Regions from separate parts of the Mus musculus genome. Here region 1 is linked to region 2. The links are chromatin contacts, called in public Hi-C maps. All regions are on one chromosome and are shown on one strand. Each heading gives the region's core, a stretch centred on a gene start, on an enhancer-like site or on the middle of the called end of the contact. The rest is flanking DNA. Distances are from core to core; before and after follow the strand shown. Region 1 overlaps St6galnac3 (ST6 (alpha-N-acetyl-neuraminyl-2,3-beta-galactosyl-1,3)-N-acetylgalactosaminide alpha-2,6-sialyltransferase 3). Region 2 overlaps St6galnac3 (ST6 (alpha-N-acetyl-neuraminyl-2,3-beta-galactosyl-1,3)-N-acetylgalactosaminide alpha-2,6-sialyltransferase 3).

Region 1 (6,892 bases), core at 3,942-6,441, 150 kb before region 2:
ACACACACACACACACACACACACAGACACACACATATCTGTACACACTCTCTCTCACACACACTCACACGTACATAACATTTTCTTCTTTGATAGGAAATCTATAAATTATTACACTGGGAACACTAAATAATTTCATGATGAGCCTAGAGAAAAGAAAAAATGGCAGCTATATCTTCTAGTCCTCTGCATAAATGGTTGATGGGTTTGTGTCCTACACTTGAAGGGAAATTATTGAAAACATTTCTTTTATACAATTCAGCTCATGCCCCTCTTTGGTCAAACTCTGTGATAGCCCTCTTCCATATTTTAAAAATTGAATTCATATCTTCATAACCCACTCTACTGGTTTTGGTTTTAATGTAGTTGTTTGGGACAAGGTGCTAAGCAGGCCTACAACTTGCCTCTTGCTTCTATGTCCTGTGTGGTCTGTAACCGTACCCGGTGTTACCACCACATGTGATGTATATGGCGCGTGGCTCCCAGGGTTTCTGGTGGGGTCCTGGTCCCTTATTTACTCTCTTAGATTTGTATGTCTGACTAACACCTTGTTCCCTTTGCTTTGTCAACCTAGACACCTGGCATGCTTGCCTTGGGTACTGTCACTCTAGCACATTGCCAGGATATTCTTCCTCCCATGTAGTGCAGAGCCAGCTCAGTGAGCATGCCTGAAACAGAAACATGGACTTCTTATGTCCGGCATGGCCAACTCTTACCTTGTTCCACGTTTCCTTCTTTTACATCATGGCCTTTCAAATCTACTGTAGTCTGTGATGTGTTTGTTTACTTCCTTGCCTGTTTCTTTTGTGTGTATTCCCTTCTAGGACATAATGTTCCCTAGGGAAGAGTTCACTGTTTTGTCCACTCACACAGACCAAGGACCTCAAATAATTCAGGTTATACAATAAATAATCAATATTTTTTGGTGGTGAATGACCTAAAGATAAACATAGATATAGGTGATCTTGTAAAACTAGTCTTTCAAGTATCTGGAAAACAAAGAAAGAGTTGCATGCTTTCAGGGAGAGCCTCAAATGTAGGCAAAGCAGTGGGTTCCTTCCAGCAGAGACTGCTAGCTCAGAAATGCTAGGATGGGAGTTGTGTTATTCAAAAGAAACACTGTTTTGCCTAAGTAACTACCCTGAGTGATTTTCATTCCTTAATATATGGTCTGGTAGTTAAAATGTCATGGGCTAGAGTGGGTAATTGACTTGCTCTCCAGTAAGGGCAGCAACATTCTTTTAGCTGAGTTGGGGGAACAGTGATTCTAAAGTATGAGCCTAGGTCAGGCTCACCTGGGAGCTGACTGAACACTCAGAGCTCGGCTCCTGCTGGAGTGCCCTACTTGACTTTTCTGAACTACACCTCAACTCAAGAGCTCTGTCTTTCTAGGAAATGGCCAGGTAGTGCTGCGTAGATTCCAGGTCCACCCTGAGAGGGACTGTGCGGAGAGGGTAATATTCAGTTATTTTATCTGTATTTAGTTAAAACTCAGTTGTATGAGCCTAACATAGTTATAGATAGCCTCTTACCCATGGTGTAGTGTCGTATAAGTGTCTAGAATTCTTTTCTCTGATACTTTAGTGGCAGAGGAACCTTCAGCTCAGCGTGAATGCCCGTGCAGCGCTGTCATTTCGTCTGTCACTGTCTTAAGCTTGTGCCCCTCCTCGACCGTGTCAGATGTTGCTCATTAGTGTGTAAGGGTGCAGCACTTTATCACTGTAGGTAGAGAACTGATGCTCACTCTGTCCTGCCCCTGAGTGAAGCATGGACTTGTAGGTGTGTGCTCACTCTGCTGTGGCTTTCCAATCAGGTGTTTATTTCCCTAACAAAGCGTAAGCTCATTGCTTCCTCTCTGTCCTGCTTTTCCCTCCAGTTACATCGCTTTGAAGTTCCTTTACCACTGTTTGAACACAGTGCTCATCACAGCCTTACCTCTGCTGGTGTGTAATTTCTCTGTTGCTTGAATTAGCCACACGAGGTGGTTATCTTGGATGCATGCCCGTGATTTAAGATAATGAATAACACTTCATTGTCTGATTCATCCAACCAGATGGGTAGCCCATCATTATGACAACACATTCAGGCATTGTTTTCCATTCACCATGTCTCCCCCCATGCAGAAGGTAAAGGAAGGAAGCACAATCAGTGAATGCCATTTTTAAAGGTTGAAACTCTGAGACGCCAGCACAAACATGGGCAGCCTTTTCTAGAAACAACGAGACTGTGTGAAGTAAAGAACTGCTTAAAATTTAGGGACTGGGGCAAATCTGTATATTAAGTATTCAATACGTAGAATTTGAAAAATGTTTTTCATTAAAAAGAGAAACTACTGGATACTTCATGCAAAGGCATGGTTGGGTGCGCAGTGCCATCTCCTGCCATGAACAGGTCATTTAGTGGTCCTAGAAAACTTCTCTACGTGGTTGTGGGGTTTTCTTGGGTCTTTATTGATTAGGGGTATGAGAAGATGTAGTGGGATTTTCTAGAAAGGTAGATGGTCTGTTAAGGTGGTTCTTTTTGTTGAGAATCCCATTAAAGCTTTATGAACTAAGTTGTGCATGTCCTTGTACTGATGTGAGTGTTCTGGCCTAGTCGGTCACCGTGGAAGAGCAAGGCATAGTTCCTGATTCAAGGTCACTGCCCCAACACATTTATCTTAGTTTTCCATTTCTTTTTCTTTTTCTCTTCTTTCCTATTGCTGTGATAAAATTCTTTTGCAAAAGCAACTTATGAGGGAAAGGGCTTGGTTTAGCTCATCGTTCAAGCCATACTTGGTCATGGCATCAGTAATTTGGAAGCATCTGGTCACATTACAGCCATAGTCAGAAAAAAAAAAAAAAAAAAAGCAATGACTGTCACAGGCTAGAGCTTAGCTTGCTTTCCCAACTTTTATACAGTCCAGAATCCCAGATGGGGATTGGAGATACCCACAGTGTGCAGGGCTTTCTACCTCAGTTGTCCTAATCAAGATAACCCCCCACCTACAGACACACACACACACACACACACACACACACACACACATTATCTCTCAGTTGATACTAGATTTTGCCAGGTTGACAGTTGACACCACCTGCAGCCATGTTTTGTATTTCTGTTGTGTTTATCCTCATCCGTTGGGCTGCAACAGATACCGTCAGCTCCACTTAGGAGCGCATTAGCATTGAACTTCCATCAGTGGAGCACTTCTCAGTTGTTTGTGCTCCGTGGAGATTGCCATGCCTCTGCCGCTTTCCTTCTCTTGACCTCCAGTGGGAGCCATCCAAGAGCTTAGCATCCTACCCTAGCTAGGGGAAATCGTGAGCTACTTGCAGCTCTGTCACCTGGACCAAATACAGAAAATAAGAAGAGCAGAAACTGCAGTAAAACTGGCACACCCTACTTCCCGAGCAGGTGGATGCTTGATGGGCAGAGAGTTTCTGGTGTTTCTGCTGCCAGGCACATTGTGGCTGTTCAATAAATATTAAATAATAAGAAGAATTTCCTAATTACGACGCACATTTTCCTCTATCAAGCAGATGGTGCTCTATAGGAGCGGGCCATTATTTATAAGTGTGACACAAGGTGCTGGCAATTGTATGTGAAATGCGGCTCTCACTTCAGTTGCTGGTTATATGCTACAGCAAAGTTTGATCAATATTAGTTAATGTTTTTGATTTAAAAAAAAAAGCCTGTGACTAGAGAGATGGACTTTTTGTGTCCGTGTCTGTAATCCTGCCATCGAGATGATTAATAGAGGCTTCAGCTGTAAATTCATCCCTTATAATGTGATATAAAAGGCCTCTGAGCAGGCAGCACGGTGTGAACTGCGAGTCTCGTCCCCCCTGCCTTCTATGGGAGTTTTCCTTTCAAGTCCTTGGACTGTCTCTGTGGTTGCTAAGGCAAGATGCACAGACCTCTCTGATATTCTCGTGGCTCAGAGCCATAACTGAAACCTCACAGGGACTAAGGAGAACTAATTAGGTGTTCCCAAAATACACATCATTTTATGATTTTGCACATCACCGTGATGAAAATAACAGTCTAATTCCATCAAGTCATGTAAATTATAGCGAGGGGGACGATGAGAGGCGGCAATCCTCCCTCCTTCAGAGACGTTAACTCGGTTGTCAGCACATCCACAGGTCCAGAAATCACAAAAAAGAGGCACAACTTTGTAGTGCAAGTGAGGTTTGGTGATCATCTATGGCTTCCATTTCTTTTTTTTTTTTTTTTTTTTTGAATGATATTTTTATTTTATTTTTTTTTCCATTTTTTATTAGGTATTTAGCTCATTTACATTTCCAATGCTATACCAAAAGTCCCCCTTACCCACCCACCCCCACTCCCCTACCCACCCACTCCCCCCCTTTGGCCCTGGCGTTCCCCTGTACCGGGGCACACAAAGTCTGCGTGTCCAATGGGCCTCTCTTTCCAGTGATGGCCGACTAGGCCATCTTTTGATACATATGCAGCTAGAGTCAAGAGCTCAGGGGTACTGGTTAGTTCATAATGTTGTTCCACCTATAGGGTTGAAGATCCCTTTAGCTCCTTGGGTACTTTCTCTAGCTCCTCCATTGGGAGCCCTGTGATCCATCCATTAGCTGACTGTGAGCATCCACTTCTGTGTTTGCTAGGCCCCGGCATAGTCTCACAAGAGACAGCTACATATGGCTTCCATTTCTAAAGTGCGCTTCTATGAAGGGTCTGTGCACATGCAAGCATTCAAGCGTCTGTTAGGAGCTGAGGCAGCTGCATCCCTTCTCATCAAAGATAGAGAGCATCCTGCTTACTAACACACCCACATGCACTCCTACTAAGCTCCTCTACTAAGGAGGGGCGCTCCTGGGTTTGATAGGCAGCTCAGAGAGTAGCTTCATTCATGCCTTCTGCAGATGTCTCCCGAGCACATATTCCCTGGGTGATAAGTAGGTGTCAGACATTGTCCAGATGCAGAGGCGCTGTTGATGTTTGAGACACGTTCTCTGGCTGAGGCTCTGGCATGTGTAGGCAGGTTCTCTACATCCGGTCTCACCTCCTTGTTTTTAATATTTATAAATAACACTCATCAGGATGTCAGTAGGTAGGAAGTGAAAGTAGCTGAGAAACCTGGCCAAGACGAAGCAAATCCCAGCGTGAGTTAAAAAGATGCTGCCCCCAAGGATATGCAGTGAGCCGAGATGGATTCTCGAGGCAAAAAAAAAAAAAAAAAAAAAAAAAAGAAGTCTTATGCTGAAGTCTAGGCTCTACCTCACAGATGGGCAATCCATGGGCTAGAGATTGCATCTGAATTCCCTACAGACCCGTTAGGAAATCAAGACCATGTACTTCTAAAGCCCGGCGTCTGCCCAGAATATGAACTCATAAATATGTTAGCTTAAGTAAAGCTTATGATAATGCACATGAATCATGTTCCTACTTTGAAAAGCACAGACCCCATAATTCAATACTTCTGGGACATCTCCAGATAGCTGCAGGAGTTTTCTCCTTCATTTATTCTCTTAGGCCTTGACTCAGATGACACCTTGTCAGAGAGCCCTTCCCTGGCAACACCCCCTACCACCCCTCTCTGACCTGGGCATCAAACTCCATTTTCCAGATGTCATTTACTACTGTGTGACAAGTTGCAATTTCCACTTACTCTATGAGAGACTTAGGCAAGGGCGGATGGACTCGACGCTCTATCCTGTCCTTCAGAGTGAACCTAACACACAGCATCACCCAGTCCTTGAGGGGAGTGATGTGGCTTTGAGGGATGGTAGCTCATTAACACTAGAAGCAGTGTTAGCCAGGCTCTCTTAGGATTAGATCTCTCATGCCCTGACCTAACCTAGTCCCTGAGATTCTTCGGGCTGAGGGGCATGCAATGCAGTATGCCTTGGTGTGACTTTTCCAAAGTGAACTTTATGCTTTGAATGGTGTGATTTGTGAGAAATGATGTATTTGCTAGTTAGCATTTAATTTGTTTTTCTGTTTTCCTAAATCTAAGACAAATACAATTTCCATCAGAAATTCTGGTAACTAGGGAGCCCATATTGAAACAATATAGTTCTGCTCAAAAGCCTGGAAGGCAAATGTTTCAGTCAGGTTCTGTATTGAGGGGGAAAAATTAAACTATCCCTGCTCAACTTTCTGAGATTTCATATATAGCTCAAGAATCTCCACAAACAAGTCTAGTGGGCGAAGAGAAAGGGGGGGAGGAGATGGGGAGCTAAAAATGAGTCCAGCGCATTTATTTTACAGGCAAGAAAAGCTAAGATCAAAACAAATGTAGTGACTCTGCCAGAAGTCCATGCATTTCTGTGGGGCTTTGCTCCAGGAACCTCTGCCAGGCTGGTATACTGCTCGCTGGCTGCTGTGCCTCCCCCACTCTGGACACCCACGGCAGTGTGGTCCACTGCTTCCTTGTGAAGGATCTCCTATGGCCTTTTAGCCCGAAGAGTCTCAAGGACTAGAACCTGGGGCTCTGATTTTGTCCATTCTGTGGCATGCCATATATATATATATATATATATATATATATATATATATATATATATATATATATATACACACACACACACATATCCATTTGAGTATGTTGTTCTGGAAACAGAAAAAAAGAGAGGATTTAAATCATATTATCAAATAATTCTAGACCATACCTTCTGAGCGCTTGGAACAGTGTCTTTCCTCAGGGAAGGACACTGGTCACGTAGATGAGGGTGGGGTTTGGGGGGGGGGCACTTGTTAGATTTTTATCAGCTTGACAGAAGCTGGGTCATCTGGGAAGTGGGAACCTCACATAAGGAATTGCTTCTATCTGATTGGCCTGTGGGGGTGTTTATTTAATAGTTGATAGGGGACCAGCCGGTTCTCAGCAGGTGGTCTTGGATGGTGTAAGCAAGCAGTCTGAGTAGGCTATGGAGAG
Region 2 (6,261 bases), core at 520-3,019:
TACTCTCTTTAAGGTCTTCAAGCCCTCAGTTTCTAGTGTGTTCTATCACAGATGTATACGTGAGATCAATCAATTCCGGGTTCATGGAAAACAGCCTGGTGGACTCTCACTGAGAGGATCAGTGGAAACTGCACAGAAGAGGCACTGTGTGAGCAGAATTTTATAGACAGCTAGGAAGAGCATCCATAGCCCGTGCAAGGGATCCCTGTTTCGGTGAATCCAGGGGAGCCTTGTCAAAATACCTAGAGAACAAATGTCCCTTTTGTTATGAAAATCTCACAGAAAGAGTGTGTGAAATTCCCCCAAACGGGTAAACAGACAACATATCTATTAGTAGCTTCTCTCATCTCTGAGATTAGATACCTGGCAAAAGGCAATTTAAGGAAGGGGGGGTTTGTTTGGACTCCTAGTTTGTGAGTGCACCCCATCATTCTAGGAAACCATGGTAGCAAACAGCTCCATGGCGATGTTGGCTTGGCAGCTACTTGCTGACCTCTCTGCGGATATAGAGAAATGGTAGATAATGGATGGATGGATGGATGGAATGGATGGATGGATGGATGGATGGATGGGTTGGTGGGTAGATAGATGAGAGAGGGGTGGATGAGGCTGACTCAGAAACTTAGAGACAGAGACAGATAAAGGGAGGTGAATCTAGGAAGGGCCAGGTTATAACCCTCAAGGCTCAGTCCACCCCATCCCCCAACAACTAGTTTCCTCCAGTGATGCTCTACCTGCTCCACCTTCTGAAGGTTGCAGCCTCCCCAAACAGTGTTTTGAGCCTAGAACCAGGTGTTCAGACACATGGGCCTCTGCAGGATATTGATATCCACACTACAACGCCACACACACATACAAAGGACAGCCTGCATACAGGCGGCCAGACACATGGATGGACAGAATTGGGACAGCTTTCTCACATACAGTGGAGAAGGCTCACCTTTGTTCCCCTGGGTGGCAGAAGGTAACTGAAGCATTTGAAATCTGGAATGGCACCACCATCAGTTCTTTGCTATTGGAAACTCAGGAGATTGGTGGCGCAGTGAGGCCTGCCTAGAAGAGACTCAGGTTGTCCAGAACGGAGGGGACACCAGGGCTCCAGACGAGGGTGGAGGAGAAGAGCTGAGAAAGATGACTTTCAGTAAACTTTAACAGTAATGGGTGGCTTCATGCAGCCCTGCTGGAGGGAGTGAGGGCAGGTTCTGGGTCACAGAGATGCTGCTGCCACTGAGTGAGGGAAAGGGCTGTGACAACAGATGCAGCTCAAGCGTTTGTCATCCAGTGGAGAGAGCTCTGGACCTCTTGCAGAGATTTTCTCAGTGCTGGCCTGGTACTTTCCCTACTGTTGCTACCAAAAGCTGGATATAGGAGCATCTTCAGGACAGAAGTGTGTTTGGGCTCGCAGTTGCTGGGTTCCACCTCACCATCATGGTGGGGAAAGCATGGCCCGTAGCAGGTTTGCGCCACAGCTGAGCCCTTTTCAGGTCACTTTCTCCTTCTCACTCCTAAGCAATGGACAGAGACACCCATAACCAGGGTGGCTCTCTTCTCAATTAAATCTTTCTGAAAACACCCTCACAGACACGCCCAGCGGTTTGAAATCCAGTGGGCGTGGACAGCAAAACCAAGCCATCACACACAGACAGAGAGAACAGTCTGGGTAGAGGGTGCACCAGGGCAGCTTGCTGTCCGTCCCCACGGTCTGTGTCCCAGGTTCCTGATCCTTGTTGTCCAGCCTCTGAAGACCTTGCAAACAGGTTCTGCCCGGGCATGCCTGCAGCCTGCCATTCTCACTGGACAAATTAGCTCTCATGAGCTGACCTCTTCACACCAGGGTAGGTGCCTGGAGACATCCTGCCTCTGACACTTCCCTCAGGGGCTACAGGAGTATGACCTATAAGACCTATACCTGCTAACTTGGGTTGTCAGGGACTGAAGCCTCTTACAAAGAAACAAAGAACATGGTAGCAGCCATCTGTTTTTTACTAAGATAGCTCTGCGAGCAGAAACACAGAATCTTTGTTCCCATCTTCCTGTTTCTTAAATGCATATCCGCTCGCAGTTGCTGAGAATTAAAACCGTCAATGCGATTTCTCCTAAATAATTCCCCAGGAAAACACTTAAGCCCTCCATTCATTATCTAAATGTAACTTGAGGACGGGGACAGAAGAGTTATTTCAGAGAGAAAATAATCAAGGAATCATTTATCAGTCTCCCTGCCCTTTGTCTAACAAACCTAACGAGTGTGATGTCCCTGTTGACGGGCGCTGTCAGGCCCCGCACAGAGGAGAAACAGAGGCAGACTGGGCAGCTTTTCAGACCTCAGTGCCATGTTCTCAGCAGAAGCAGGGTTATAGTGCCTACCTGGAGATGCAAGTGCCCACACCGGAGAACAGATTCTCAGCCTGGTGAGCACTTGGAAATAGATACACACTTGTCTCAGCTAGATAAGCCGGGCTCTGCTCCGTGCCTGTTGATGGTGCGTAATTTTGTAATTAGGACTTGATAGACTCAAAGGAGGTTTGTTAAACAGCTCCTTATATATATTTTATTTGCTTAATCATTTGTTTATTTTATAGGGAGGACAGCTGGTACGATGGAGCGCATGGGGGTCAGAGGACAACTTGTGGGAGTCAGTTCTCACCTTCACCATGTGGGTCTTTGAAATCAAACTTGGTCCTCGGTCTTGGTGGCACGAGCCCCTACCCTCTGAGGCATCTCGCGCTCCCTTTATTGAGCATCTCTTGACACAGCTTCCATGTTTCTTTACTGGAGGTTTCACCCACGTCCACAGTTTTAAATTTGCCACCCAATCCTTTCTCTGATACTTATTTGCCTACTTGCTCTGAAGTTCATTTCTCTTCCAGTAATCAGCCTCGGGAGTTCTTACTGTTCACGATGGTTGGGAAATCAGAGATAGACAGGAGGCTGGGCTTCTCTCAGAGCGTTCCCACGGTAGGGAACCCCTGCCCGGGTGATGTGCAGTGAGCATGCCCGTTCGGTGGGTGACAGCTGCTGGGACGGCAAAGGATGTGTTTGAGGTGGTGGTGTTTGTATGGAAAAAGTCATGTACTCATCAGGAAGAAATTCTCTCTGGATTGCCTAGACTCACATAGAGGCTCAGCAACAGCAGCAGCATGAGCCAGAACCCCTCCCGCTGTGCTTCACCCCCAAGAGGCTTGCACTGAAGGTGGCTTTCAACATGGGCTGACAGGAAACCTAAAGTGGCTGCTGATATCCTGCCACATGGCTGCATGGTTTTAGTTGTAGCACTTGGGGGAATAACATACTCTTCTGAGAAATGTAGGGAATGAAAAAAAAATCTCACACAAAAATTTAGCTATTTAAAAATGAAGCTATTTCTATGCATGGGGAACTTTTTTTTTTCTTTCAAATTAAAGGTTGGCAGTAGCATTCGTCAGTGTTACCAGTGTGACAGTCTGTGAGACCCAGTTTCCTTCAACATTGGGCCACCCTGCTAAGGGTGCGTTTGTCACTGACCTCAACGCCTGTCAGGAAAGGAAGACCTTTGAAAGTCCCAGAGACCTTGAATCCTTTCTCATCGCCTGAGGCTCTCAGAGGACCTGAGTGATTGATTATGACTCAGTCAGAAGTACTTAATTTTTTTACTACTTATTCTTTGAGATTGTGTGTTTTGGTTGTATGTGTGAGTTTGATGTCTATTTCTTTGTGTGTGTCTATGTGTATGTGTGCACATGTGTGCACACTCATTTGGAAAGATGTTTCCAGTGTGCTACACTGAGCCTCACTTCAGGGACTCTGGTTTCCCTGAAGGGGGAGTTCTCCTCACCACTATTATAAGCAGCCAGGGCTGAGAACTGGTCCACTTTTGCACCCAGTTTATCTATCCAGTTCAGATGAGCTCATGCATTCTGGACCTGGCTCGTTATCAGGAGCCTGGCAGACTTCTTAAATGTTTTGTAGGGATCTCTGTTTGGATTTTGGTTTCCCCCATGCTGCCCAAGCAAAGTTAATTACTTCCTGTGTGATAACTTACCCGAGCCTCTTTGATCTCACTTATGTGGAATTATTGTTTTTTTTTTTTTTTTTCCGGTTCTGTCTGCCTATGTAGACAGTCTTCTCTGAGGCAGAGACTGTGTGCCGTGCATATGAGAGTCTCTGCCTTGGACACAAGCTGGCACTGACAATAGCTCTGTCGGTGTCCAGGGATAGAAAGATGGACACAACACTGAAAGAAAAAAAGGTATGACGTGTGGTTTAGTATTGGCTGCAAAATGCCTCTGTAAACACTGTCAAAGATAGCTATGTAGACAAACCTCTGCTTTCTTGTACTATCACCAGTATTCATCAGAATTATGGCAGCTATCGTCCTTTTATTAAATGATTTAGACCAGTAAACTACATCTGGAAATGAGGAACATACAGAGATGGGGAGGGGGGGTAATCAAGAGTGGAGGAGCAGGCTCACTAAGCCATAATCAAGTTGAAATCACTTCAGCTGGGGAGCAGACCCACTGTGAGGCTGTCAGGACAGTCCTTAGGCCTTCTGCGATGGGTAGAAGGTATGTGCCTGGCTGGGTTTGTCCTGGTTCCACAGTCTGGGCTGGATGAAGTGCTTAGATTTCCTGTAGACCTGTCCATTCTGAATGACCATGTTCATCCTGTGAAGCCATGGGTATCGCTTCAAAGATGATTTTAACACTCATTTCCCTTTCCAACTTGCGATGGGATTTCAGAGCTTTGCTAGCCTCGCTGATTATTAGCCCTTTCTGGGCTCAGTAATGAGAAGTAAGGAAATCCATGGTTTAGCCTGAGTCAAGCAGCATAAAGTGTGGGGCTCCGGGTAGGCTTCCCCTCGTGGCCCACGAGGAAGCCTGTCAGGCACTCCTGCACAGAGCCATGGGAGCAAGAATTCCAACCAAGTCCACAGAGCCTGGACAAGCAGTCACTTTGGAGCAGGCGATGCATTTATTCAGTAAATAACCTGCTCCCCTGTGTGTGCTAGGCATGGCGATTAGATTCCGTCCCTTCCTGGTGGAAGCTCCGTCCACTTAGGAGTTGAAGATTCTCCTCCAAAGAAGCCCAGAGAAGCCCACACTGCCCTCATGTTTACCCCCCTCCAAGTATTTAAAGTCCCATTGCCCCAAGGGGATGCTAGCAAGATCCAGGACACTGGAAGACAGGTCATAGGGCAGAACTCTTGTGACCAGGATTAGAGTGATCTCCTAAAGGGGGCTGGAGGAAACCCCAGCATATCCAGCCACAAAGAAGACACCGCTTAAGAGGAAGAGGGCTGACAAGAAACCTGCTGAGGCAGCAAACCTGCTGGTGGCTTATATCAGGATTCCCATCCTGTGGGAAGTAATATGGGTATGGTAGCACACCTATAATGCCAACGCAGGGAAATAGAGGCCAGAAAGTCTGGAGTTCAAGGTCAGCCTTGGTTACATAGTGAGTTCAAGGTCAGTCTGAGCTACATGTGAACTGTCTCAAAACAGCAAACAGTAAATGAGACAGATCCATATAAATAGCTTTTGTTGTTTATGACCCACCCAGGCTGAAGTATTTCATTAGAGGAGCCTAAACACACTAACACAGTGTAGCCTGACACACGTGCACGCACACACACAGACACACACATGCATACACACACACACACACACACACACACACACACACACACACACACCTTGGCCTTACTTTTGCCAAACAGTGCACCACTGATAACCAGGTTTTTTCCAGCCCTATGGTTTGTTCCCAGAGGAGGAAGGCAGAGGAACCCAGTCTTCTGGGCTTTTTGTCTCCTACCCTCTTCTGTCTGCTTGCTGTCTCTGAGGTGGACCTTGGGACTTGTACAGACTCCAGAGTGACATCCACCACTCCCACACACCGCTCCTCGCGCTTACTGCATTTAGGGTTTTACACTCAGATCAATGCGCGTGCTCCTACCTCGCTTCCCATGCAAGCTGCTCCGTCCTCTCTAGCATTTCCTTAGCGCTTTTCTTAGCCTGTGAGTCATCTAATGATCTCCAGAAGATAAAAATAAATGCCAGGAAGCATATGCTGTTTTGTAGGTACTGTTCTAAGCGCTCTGGATAGATTAATTCTGTTTGTCTTCGCAGTAACTTTTATGCCTCTGTTGGTATTATTGCTGTAGTATCTCTTTACAGGTGAAGAGAGTGGGGTTCAGAGAGGCCATTGTCACACCAGTAGTAAAGGCTGTCACCGGGGTCTGAGTTCATCCACTCTGACCCACATTTAACCCACCATGATATCTCT

What was found. A called contact is a pair of places that touch in the nucleus more often than the background predicts.
Region 1: a Hi-C map of the N1E-115 cell line shows a contact between it and region 2, with 2.3 times the contacts expected there. The contact joins two enhancer-like sites. A contact is called at or near these places in 2 of 484 Hi-C or Micro-C datasets (the N1E-115 cell line and nephron progenitors), 1 of 115 datasets of contacts at active chromatin or transcription factors (neural progenitor cells) and 1 of 9 other capture datasets (embryonic stem cells).

What each region holds. Positions count from the first base shown.
Region 1 is chr3:153,394,905-153,401,796 of GRCm38.p6, reverse strand. The region is part of intron 3 of St6galnac3 (ST6 (alpha-N-acetyl-neuraminyl-2,3-beta-galactosyl-1,3)-N-acetylgalactosaminide alpha-2,6-sialyltransferase 3); the gene reads left to right. Among named protein-coding and RNA genes, the nearest start is that of 1700012D16Rik, 100 kb to the right of the region's middle. Within about 2 kb of position 5,191, at least 6 of the 459 cell types and tissues checked have an H3K27ac peak or open chromatin away from gene starts, as enhancers often do. A contact at or near this core is called in the N1E-115 cell line, where this site is marked.
Region 2 is chr3:153,238,264-153,244,524 of GRCm38.p6, reverse strand. All of the region lies in intron 3 of St6galnac3 (ST6 (alpha-N-acetyl-neuraminyl-2,3-beta-galactosyl-1,3)-N-acetylgalactosaminide alpha-2,6-sialyltransferase 3), which reads left to right. Among named protein-coding and RNA genes, the nearest start is that of Gm52634, 15 kb to the left of the region's middle. Within about 2 kb of position 1,769, at least 39 of the 459 cell types and tissues checked have an H3K27ac peak or open chromatin away from gene starts, as enhancers often do. A contact at or near this core is called in the N1E-115 cell line, where this site is marked.